Linked DNA regions of Mus musculus: region 1 is linked to region 2. Evidence: chromatin contacts called from public Hi-C data. All regions are on one chromosome and are shown on one strand. Each heading gives the region's core, a stretch centred on a gene start, on an enhancer-like site or on the middle of the called end of the contact. The rest is flanking DNA. Distances are from core to core; before and after follow the strand shown.

Region 1 (5,383 bases), core at 1,666-4,165, 73 kb after region 2:
TCAGAGCAGTCAGTGTTCTCACCCACTGAGCTATCTTGGTAGCTCCATTCCTAAACACTGGAGAAGGGTCCATAAATAAGCTTTTCATTCTTTTTCCTCAGCACTTAGCACTATTTATTGATGTCTTTGTTCTACTGAGAAATAACGTAGACCACCTGGAAACTGATTGCATAATAGTGACGGAATGAAAAGGAAAGCTAACTCTGGGCCAGCAAGGGGCAGGTCATTTTAAAGGGTGTCGATCATGAAGAGGTTTAGAATTTGACCTCAGGAAGAGCGGCCCTATTTTGAAATGCACAAATGCACTACTACGGTGAGCTAATGTTTTGGATGCAAGGCTGGGCTGCAGGATAATAGCTTACAAGTTGTCCCTTGCTGTTTGGTAATGTTAATGCACAGGAAGTGGGTAATGGTTTATAAAGTGGTGCTGGGCTGTAGTTAACAAGCCTTCCTGACCGCAGCGTGGGACCGCAGCAGCTGCTCACGGCAGAGGGAAGGGGCTTTGCACACTCGTCTGTTCCTGTTCCCTGCAGGATTCAGCTTCTGAACGTCTGCACCGTTTCCCTCCTTCCGACACCCCTATAGTGTAGTGCCCGTGGGAGATCTTTGAGGAATCTTCTAGAACAGGGAGGAATTGTATTTGATTTTATATTTTCATTGTAAGCGTATCCCGAGCTCTGGGGGTGAATGTACCTGAAATTCAAAATAACTCTGATCTTGCCCTGGGCTGGCTTGCTCTGCTCACTCTGCCTTGCTCTCTTAGTCCCGCATGCAGAGGAGCTGGTTCTACTATCCACCCTCAGCAACAGTATGGACACGGCAGACCTGCTGGGGAACCCAGGACGAAGCCAGCCTTGACGCAGGCTGATGTGGGAATAATCTGTATTTCTGAACTATGCTGACTTGACATGTGCTGAGCGTGTCCCCAGCTTTTGTTAAAAATCTTCTTTTTCTTTTCATGTGAATGTGTACACGTGTACAGTGCCCGGCGAGTCTAGAAGATGTCAGAGTCACAGATGGTTGTGAGCCATCTGACGTAGGAATTGAACTCCCATCGTCTGCAAGAATAGATTACCTTCCAAACTGCTGAACCATCTCTTCAGCCCGTGAGTGGCACTGCGAATGTGGCAATCTTAAAAAAAAGGGGGGGGGGGAGAAAAAGAAAAGAAAAGAAAAACAATTTCAGTTTACATTTAGATGAGAAACCTGGTAAGTCACATACAAACCAGCCATAGAGAATTAACGATGCATGCTTAGTTTCATTTTACAGAAAAGGGACTGGAAGGGGCAGAGAGGAAGGAAAATCTAGGGGTTTGACCTAAGGAACCAGGCTGCATCCTTTAGAGCCTGGAGGTAATGGGCCAGAACCTTTGCTCACCACCTTAGAGAACCCCTCTGAGGATTAGCCTACAGGGCCACTTTCTAAGTATTGAGGTACGTTGCTGCTGCCTGGCCTGCCAATGCCTGGCTGGCCACACCTGTGGCCTGGTGAGTCCCCCCTTCTGCTGTCCTATTGTCAGATGACAGCTTGAGTCACCGTTGTCTGCTATTTCCAAAGCAGGGTACAGAGAGTCTACTGCAGTGGACACACTGTCCATACTAACACTGGCCATGTCACATGAGCCAAAAACACATGGAAAAGAGGGACAAGTGACCCTCATCTAAAACATACAAACAAACGAACAAACGAACAAACGAACAAACAAACAGCAACACCCTAGACAACACTGGGTCATCTTTCCTCAAAGATCAGGAAGGTGCTCTTATTCCAGAGATCAAGGTTCAAGCCAACCAGACACCTCCTTTCTATGTTGGTGGCCTTTGTTGATACTGTCCCCAAACTTTGGTTTTAATCCTCTTGAGTCTTGTTTATCCCAATAGAGCAGTTGTTAAATGCAACTGCTCATTTTCACATGCCCCAGAACTACAATTCTCAAAATACTGTCCAGGGAGCCAGGGTCAACAGTATCAGGGAACGCACATTCTCAAGGGGCCCCTGCACCCTGCTGAAGCCCATGCGCAGTAGCCTCCCCACCATCGGGTCTTCCAACCCCTTTGTGCTGATAGCCACAGACCGGGCTCGTGTCTTTGTCCACTGTATCTAATCATGATTTGTGGCCATTCACTAACTTAAATGACAGCGTGGGAAGGAGAGACATTTACATTAATTAAATATTGTCCTCATTTAATCTATTGAGTTGTGACTGAGGGAGCTCACACAGAGGTCAAGAGTAGTGACAGGAAAGCTTGCTGCCACCCCAGTACCCCAGGAACAGGAGGGGTGGGGGCGGCAACGGTGGCGGGGGTGGGGGTGGGGGTGGGGGCTAGTACCAGGGTGGGTCAGTAGGAAAGGGCAGATCCAGAAAAGCCATGGCTAGTGTCTTTAATGGGGTTTCTCTGGGAACAGTGAGGCAGGAGAGGGAAAGAGCTTAGGTCAGGCTAAGCATGAGCATCTTGGATGGGTTCTGGGCCATAGGGTAGCCTTTGTTAGCCCTAAAAGATGGCTAGGTCTAGGAGGTACAGCTTGTCTCTCATCAACAACTTTTAAAGATGTTAAAAAAAAAATAGATGGAAAAGAAAAACGAACACGGTCAATACAAGTGTGTGCCAGGTATTGTGCTAGAGATAACGGCAGCCCTATAGGGTTGGTATCATCTTAACATTGTATAAATAACGAAGGTGAAGTCAGCGAAGGTGAGTGAGTGGTCCAACCTCACACAGGGCAGAGTTTAGGACCAGCTTGACTTTGGAAGTCCTTTCAGACTTCGGAAGGTAAAAAAATCAGTGCTTGGGGTTTCCTCTAGGAGCCAAAGGTGATAGTCAAGGAGCGGCAGACAGGAAGTGACGTGATAGGGGAGCTTAGTTCTCCAGCTTGTTAGCAGCCAAGGAACTATGGGTCAGGAGGGGGCACCTCTTAGAGAGCCACAGCTGCCAGGCATTCTGCCTCGCTTGCCAGTCGGGGAGGCTTGGGTGTCCATCGCTACATTTCTCACAGCCAAGTTTAAAACAATTTCAAGGAAGCAAAGTATTCAATTAGAGATGGTTGAGGAAACCAGGCACGTATCATCTGTGTCGGCAGGAAAAAAAAAAAAAAAAAAAAAGAAAATATTTAGCTTTTGCAAGCTGTGAGCACTTAACGCCCCGCAGGATGGTATTGCCTCACGGAAGCGCAAAAGAATCCACTGAATACCTCAGAGAGATTAATTTCCCTAGGAAGAAAAATAAAACAAAGGAAGAGCCTCAGATCACATTTAAATATTTCCTTGCCAAGGCTTGGGGGAATTCTAGCGTTCCTCCCTCGCAGAGGAAAGCTTTTGTGCCTGGGAAAAGGGCAATGGGGACCCGGGGTGCCTGGGAGGATGGAGGCGAGGGAGGGCTGGCCTCTAGAGGAAGGGGCGTTTCAATAGCAGCACAGGTGCAACTGTTTGGAGTGAGTGATGGCTTTACAAATGACCCTGGCACAGAGCAGAGGAAACCCAAGGAGAAGATGAATTGAATTACAGCTCCAGCGTGGATACATTTGATTTTTGCCGCGGCGTCTAATGGATTGTGGGGCTGGCTGACCAGCTGGGGGAAGGTCAGAAGACCGAGGAAATGGGAGGGGCTAGTGATGAGCAGTTTTCTGGACCAACCGACCCGGGATAAGCTTTAGGTTGTGGGTTTTGGGACGGAGTGTTTGGAGTAGGAACGACCTCTGGTCGTAATCTCCTTTATCTGTGAACACTAATTGTGTTTCACGCTAAGACACTGCCAATCTCTGAGTTCACTTGAACACAAGGGAAGGCAAGATGGGCTAAGGGGTAACATATTCACCTTATTTTCTAAGACACATTCACATTGCTAAAGAGAATTAATAGTTTTTCACTTCAACTGAAAACATGATTTGTTTTTAGAAAAATTGACATCATATACTTTTTCTATGGCACTCCCCACTGCTGTGATATTTTCCTTATGCATATTTTATCATGCATACAAAATTTTCTAATATTGTCAATATGACTTCATATTTCCTTAGAATGTTAATCAAATCAATTGAGGAGTGTGATCACCTCACTACTCAGATACTTAATTAATTTCTTAAAAACATGAATTTATCTTTAGATAATTAAAAGTTTTAGTCATCCAGTTGCTCGGTTTTTATTTAGTTACTTTCTCATTTCCCCTCTTTTAATTCTGTCCGTGTAAAGTCTGCGCCCTTGTCTGCCTCTGCGTTTTGAATTACGTATTGTAATATTTTTCCCAATGTCCTTTCAGATAACCAGGAAGGAAGCAACCCCATATATCTCCAGATCTAGACAACATGGTTTTGATTCAGAAAATGCATAGTACGTCTCAAAAGTAGACAAGGCACTGCAGATTATAGAAATTACAGTGAGAAGAAATATGAGTAGTTTCTAAATTATCCTGAATTTCTGAGTGAGTGAGACAGACTTGTATTCCCATCCAGGCTGGCTGACTTCTTGTGGCCAGAGGACCCAGTGTGGCACCTGTCCAGAGTCACCGATTCCTTATCTGTAAAACAGAAACCATCCAGATGGGTTGTAGGGTTGCAGTGAGAACTGACTGAAATGTCTGCTCAATGCGGGGCTTCTTCTTGGCTGTTCTAGGCTTCCCACCCGTCCTGTTTTAACACTATGTTGACCAAAACTGTGGTACCCCAGAGGACCACTCTGCGAGGGTCTGTAGTCTGGAGTTCAGTCTAGCTGGGAATCCGAGTTGTGTTACTTTACTCAGCTCATTTGCCTGAGTCCACGTGCCTCCAGGGATCACACTGGTGTAGACGGGCTCTTCCCATCCATGCTGACCTCCATCTGGGCCACCGGTAACGTAGTGTGCTATCATCTGATTGGCCAGACCCACCGGAAGCCTGCTGCTCGGCACTCTAAGGTCTCAGTGTTTCACTGTGACTTCCACGAGGACGTGGACTACCACAGAGAGACCTGTATCTGCTGTCTACTGTGAGCTGATAAGAAAACACTTGAGAGCCACTTTAAAGGCACCAAGTACTTAACAAACGCTCATTAAGTCTGTGCCTTCCCTGGATACTACAATTACCTTGTGTGGTGGGTTTTTTTTTTTTTTTTTTTCTTCTTCCTTTTTCATTACGTCTTACCACAGGCCTTTGAAATAAAGAGCTAATTGCTTGGCTTAATAAACTTCTCCCTCTGACAGTCTATTAACTATTTTGCCCTTTATAAATATCACCTTTGAGGTCTTCCTGATTTTTCTCCTTAAGGTTTTCCCTGCGGAGCCCAGCACCAACTGTCCAGAGGTAGGAGAGTCTGGCTTTTCTTTCAGTACTCTGTTGTTTATTTATTTTTATTTTTCAATTAGCAACACACTTTGCCAAGGCCTTTGAGAGACTAAAACCACAGCTAACGTT
Region 2 (5,890 bases), core at 1,359-3,858:
AAAACTTGTACCGTTTTGAAGAATGGTGCATATTGTTACGCGATCCTCAAGGAGATGACATCACACTACCCTCTTCTCCACACCACATGGAAACATCCACTTCAGCTCATCGTTTCCATAATGACTCATTTGTTATTTTAGGAAAACTGTAGTTTTCTTGTTTTTTCTGCACCCAATTGGCAGAAGGAAGAAGACCAATAGTACAAAGTAAGGCAGAAAGAGATATTCTATCCTAGTATCCCATTACATGAGTCAGGACAAAGGGAAATAGAGAGCCCCAGCCAACCATACTTAGGAATATTCAGGTCCCTTATGTAGAGCTATGAACTCTTTGTATATAACCTATGAATATCTCCTGTACATTATATTCAGTTCATCTCAGCATTACCTATAATGCCCAATATAGTCTAAATTGTTATGATACTGTCTGTACTATATTGACGGCAATGACTGAAATATGTTGCTATTCAGTGAAGTCAATTCTGGTTAATATTTTTCAATCCACGGTTGGGTCCATAGGTGTGGAAGGCAAGTGACAAATGCTAGTTTGATAGAACAGAGGAACCATGAAGAAAAGGTTGGTAAATTTCAAATGTGAAACTTGGAGAAGAGAGTATACCATAGATAGCCTCAGCAGCGAACAGGTGACAACATATCAGAGGAAATGTCAAAGAGTGAGATGACCCTGTAGATGACAGGTGCTGTCTTAGGGTTTCTATTGCTGTGAAGAGAAACCGTGACCATGGCAACTCTTTTTTTAAAAAATTATTTATTTATTTATTTTATGACTGTGCATACACTATCACTCTCTTCAGACACCAGAAAAGGGTACCAGATCCCATTACAGATGGTTGTTAAGTCACCAAGTGATTGCTGGGAATTGAACTCAGGACCTTTGGAAGAACAGACAGTGCTCTTAACCACTGAGACATCTCTCCAGTTCCTCCCTTCCAGCAACTCTTATATACGGAAAACATTTAATTGGTCTGTCTTACAGGTTCAGAGGGTTAGTTCATTATCTTCATGACAAGAAGGATGGCAGTACAGGCAGACCCAGTGCTGGATGAGAAAGAGTTCTACATCTGGATTGGCAGGCAGCAGGAAGAGAGAGTGACACTTTAAAACCTTACCCCAACTGACATACTTTCTCCAACAAGGGAATACCTATTCCAACAAGGACACACTTCCTAATAGTGCCACTTCCTGGGAGCCTATGGGGTTCATTTTCATTCAAACCACCACAGGTGCATAATATTAGTCTCTTTATGAAGCCTCCACACCATTAAGAAGTGAGACTAGCTTGGCAGGGGGAGTCCTACCTGGAGGAGATTACACTACAGGTGTAGAAATAGAGACTCTCGAGATATTTGCAGTATAGAAACAGCTGGATGTGCTGGTAGGGATGGATATGGAACTAGATGAGAAAAGACCAAGGAGTTTCCATCTTTCTGGCACAAATTGAGTTAATTATGCTGTTTTCTAGGCTACACAATACCAGTGGAAGAAAAGGTGTTTTGGATACTTAAATCAAGATCAGAGTGTGGGGTACCCAGCACCAAGTACCTTTGAAACATAGGCTTTGGGAAGCCATACAGCATATGAGACTATGCCTCAGAAGATACATCAACCCTAGAATCACATGCTTAGAAGCTGCTAATGGTTCTACTGAAGAGGAAAGCATGGGGGTAAATGTAAAAGCCTAGAAGAGAATATGGAATAAGAAGATGGAGTATTGAGGAACCACAAGAGTTAGATTAATGGAAGAAGAAAGACAGAGGAATACATGTGTATGATATCTTAGTTACTGTTCTATTTCTGTGAAGAAATACCATGATCAAGGCAAGTTATAAGAGAAAACATTTTATTTGGGGCATGCTTACAGTTTCAGAGGGTTAGTCATAGTGGAAAGCAGGCATGGCACTGGAGTAGTAGCTGAGAGCTTTATATCCTGATCCCCCCCCCCGACCCCCCAGACAGACAGAGACAGAGAGAGGAAACATGAAAACCTACCACCAATGACACATCTTCCAACAAAGACACAGTTCCTCCAACAAAACCATACCTTTTAACTCTTCCTAAACAGTTCACCAACTATGGACCAAGTATGCAAATGTATGAACTTGTGGGACCCATTTCATTCAAACCCACACTCCCTGGCTCTCATAGGCCTGTAGCCATATCAGAATGGAACATGCATTTAGTCGACCTCAGAAGTCGATATAGTCTTTCCGACTCAATACTGTTTAACAGCCTAAAGTCCAAAGCAATCTCTTAACTGTAAACCCCTGTAAAATCAGAACCAAAAAGCATGCCACGTACCTCCACCAGACAATGGTACAGAATCTACACTACTATCCCAGCAGTGAGCTAAGGGAGCATAGTGAGGAACTCCTGGACCAAAGCAAGACAGGGGAAACTCCAAACTGCAACTCCCGTTAACCCCAGCAGGTGAGACTAAGACACTATCACAGTTTTTGAGCCATATTTGAAGCAAGCTTTACTAAATACTGGCCAGGAGCCAAGTCCCCTTTCCGGAGATTTCCAGAGAGTGGCCATGAATTACATGAGTCTGGTGCTTATAAAGACAAAACCCTTCCTGCCTACATCCAGATCAGGGGCAAGCATACATCCTGACTCACTTCTTGCCTATGTATGACCAAGCACATTCTGTGCAATTGGGGGTAACCACTCTTGTTTACAGAAATGGAAACACATGGTTTATAGTCTTATATGAGCAGCCCCGAGCATTCCAGGGTGTTATCTGTCCTTGGCAAGTGGGGCTTCTAAGTTTATCTGTCCTTGGAGAAGTGTGTCTTTCAGGCTAGAGGTAGTTTTGTTTTTACGAATCTCTTGAGTCCGGTAATTAAAACGTAAAATAGAACTTTTGCCCTCAGATTCCGTGTCTGGTATTAAAGGTTTTATTAGAGGGCTCTTCCCTTCCAGCGTTGCTAACTGCAACGCATGTCTCTCTCTTGGGCTGGGTACACTTCCTGTTAGGCAGCTATTCCATGGCTCTGGCATCTCCAATCTCATGGGATCTCCAATACAACCCAAGCTTGACCTCCACAGCTTCCTGCAGTGACCTCTTCAGGCTTCCAGGCAAGGACTTCCCAACCTTACACCTGGCCTCAGCAGATCTCCTTGATCCCAGAGAGATTACACAGCCCCTTTCCTTTATTTTTCTTGACCATAAATCTAGAACCACTTGGGAAGTCGCCAACTATTGCTGGTTAGTGGGGCTGAAACTTGGCTCCTTCTTGAATTATATCTGCATGATTTTTTTGGTGGAGTCTTTCTCCTTATTCTATTTAGTGTTAAGCTTTTCTTGAAACTTTTTTTTTTAAATCAATTTGAGCATAAGACTTGGTTCCAATGTTACATTCTCTGGTATCTTTTTCTCCTCAAACTGTACATTTTTGTATCTCTCTTTGCCCTGCGTTCTCCTTCTTATTGTAGATATTCACAAAAGTGATCACTAAAACCCATATGACATAGTCACTACTAAGCTGTCTTGAATATCCTCTGCAAATGATATATTAGTCAAAAAAACTCTTCAATTTTGCCCCATGCATATTTTTAGGACAAGGACAGCCACATTCTTTGCCAAAATATCATAAGAAATGTCTCTAGGCCAGCTGATAAGAGCCTTCCCTCTGAAACGTCTTGAGCTGGACCTGCATCGTACATACCATATTCAGCACCACTGTCTTGTAGTTTCTGCTAGGACATACAATTAAGCACCACTTAAAGTATTCAACTGCTCTTCTAGTCCAAAGTTCTCAAATTTTCCATATTTTTCCAAAAACATAAGGGTCAGGCCTATCACAGCAATTCCCAAGTTTCCAGTACCAACTCTGAAGAGACACCACGACCAAGGCGACTTTTAAGGGAAAGCATTCAATTTGGGGCTTGCTTACAGTTTCAGGGGGTTAGGCCACTATCCTCATGGTGGGAGGTAGACAGGTATGGTGCTGGAGACATTGCTGAGAGCTTTGCATGCTGATGCACAAGCAGCAGACTGGGAGAGAAGGAGACACTTGGTCCGGAGACCTCAAAGCTCACTGCCCTTCTCCCTCCTCCCCCAGTGACACACTTCTTTTTTTTTTTTTTTTTTTTTCCATTTTTTATTAGGTATTTAACTCATTTACATTTCCAATGCTATACCAAAAGTCCCCCATATCCACCCACCCCCACTCCCCTGCCCACCCACTCCCCCTTTTTGGCCCTGGTATTCCCCTGTACTGGGGCATATAAAGTTTGCAAGTCCAATGGGCCTCTCTTTCCAGTGATGGCCGACTAGGCCATCTTTTGATATATATGCAGCTAGAGTCAAGAGCTCCGGGGTACTGGTTAGCTCATAATGTTGTTCCACCTATAGGGTTGCAGATCCCTTTAGCTCCTTGGCTACTTTCTCTAGCTCCTCCATTGGGAGCCCTATGATCCATCCATTAGCTGACTGTGAGCATCCACTTCTGTGTTTGCTGGGCCCCGGCATAGTCTCACAAGAGACAGCTACATCTGCGTCCTTTCAATAAAATCTTGCTAGTGTATGCAATGGTGTCAGCGTTTGGATGCTGATTATGGGGTGGATCCCTGGCTATGGCATTCTCTACATGGTCCATCCTTTCATCTCAGCTCCAAACTCCGTCTCTGTAACTCCTTCCATGGGTGTTTTGTTCCCAAATCTAAGGAGGGGCATAGTGTCCACACTTCAGTCTTCATTCTCCTTGAGTTTCATGTGTTTAGCAAATTATATCTTATATCTTGGGTATCCTAGGTTTGGGGCTAATATCCACTTATCAGTGAATACATATTGTGTGAGTTTCTTTGTGAATGTGTTACCTCACTCAGGATGATGCCCTCCAGGTCCATCCATTTGGCTAGGAATTTTATAAATTCATTCTTTTTAATAGCTGAGTAGTACTCCATTGTGTAGATGTACCACATTTTCTGTATCCATTCCTCTGTTGAGGGGCATCTAGGTTCTTTCCAGCTTCTGGCTATTATAAATAAGGCTGCTATGAACATAGTGGAGCATGTGTCCTTCTTACCTGTTGGGGCATCTTCTGGATATATGCCCAGGAGAGGTATTGCTGGATCCTCCGGTAGTACTATGTCCAGTTTTCTGAGGAACCGCCAGACTGATTTCCAGAGTGGTTGTACAAGCCTGCACTCCCACCAACAATGGAGGAGTGTTCCTCTTTCTCCACATCCTCGCCAGCATCTGCTGTCACCTGAATTTTTGATCTTAGCCATTCTGACTGGTGTGAGGTGGAATCTCAGGGTTGTTTTGATTTGCATTTCCCTGATGATTAAGGATGTTGAACATTTTTTCAAGTGCTTCTCTGCCATTCGGTATTCCTCAGGTGAGAATTCTTTGTTCAGTTCTGAGCCCCATTTTTTAATGGGGTTATTTGATTTTCTGAAGTCCACCTTCTTGAGTTCTTTATATATGTTGGATATTAGTCCCCTATCTGATTTAGGATAGGTAAAGATCCTTTCCCAATCTGTTGGTGGTCTTTTTGTCTTATTGACGGTGTCTTTTGCCTTGCAGAAACTTTGGAGTTTCATTAGGTCCCATTTGTCGATTCTCGATCTTACAGCACAAGCCATTGCTGTTCTGTTCAGGAATTTTTCCCCTGTGCCCATATCTTCAAGGCTTTTCCCCACTTTCTCCTCTATAAGTTTCAGTGTCTCTGGTTTTATGTGAAGTTCCTTGATCCACTTAGATTTGACCTTAGTACAAGGAGATAAGTATGGATCGATTCGCATTCTTCTACACGATAACAACCAGTTGTGCCAGCACCAATTGTTGAAAATGCTGTCTTTCTTCCACTGGATGGTTTTAGCTCCCTTGTCGAAGATCAAGTGACCATAGGTGTGTGGGTTC

Evidence for each region. Hi-C and Micro-C count contacts between places; a contact is called where the count stands out from the background.
Region 1: a contact with region 2 is called in a Hi-C map of Sertoli cells, with 2.8 times the contacts expected there. The contact joins two enhancer-like sites. A contact is called at or near these places in 14 of 484 Hi-C or Micro-C datasets (the HL-1 cell line, Sertoli cells, cumulus cells and 5 more).

Annotation. Positions count from the first base shown.
Region 1 is chr1:137,218,371-137,223,753 of GRCm38.p6, forward strand. No RefSeq gene overlaps it. Among named protein-coding and RNA genes, the nearest start is that of Gm25609, 5.4 kb to the left of the region's middle. Within about 2 kb of position 2,916, at least 19 of the 459 cell types and tissues checked have an H3K27ac peak or open chromatin away from gene starts, as enhancers often do.
Region 2 is chr1:137,145,538-137,151,427 of GRCm38.p6, forward strand. No RefSeq gene overlaps it. Among named protein-coding and RNA genes, the nearest start is that of Gm25609, 67 kb to the right of the region's middle. Within about 2 kb of position 2,609, at least 10 of the 459 cell types and tissues checked have an H3K27ac peak or open chromatin away from gene starts, as enhancers often do.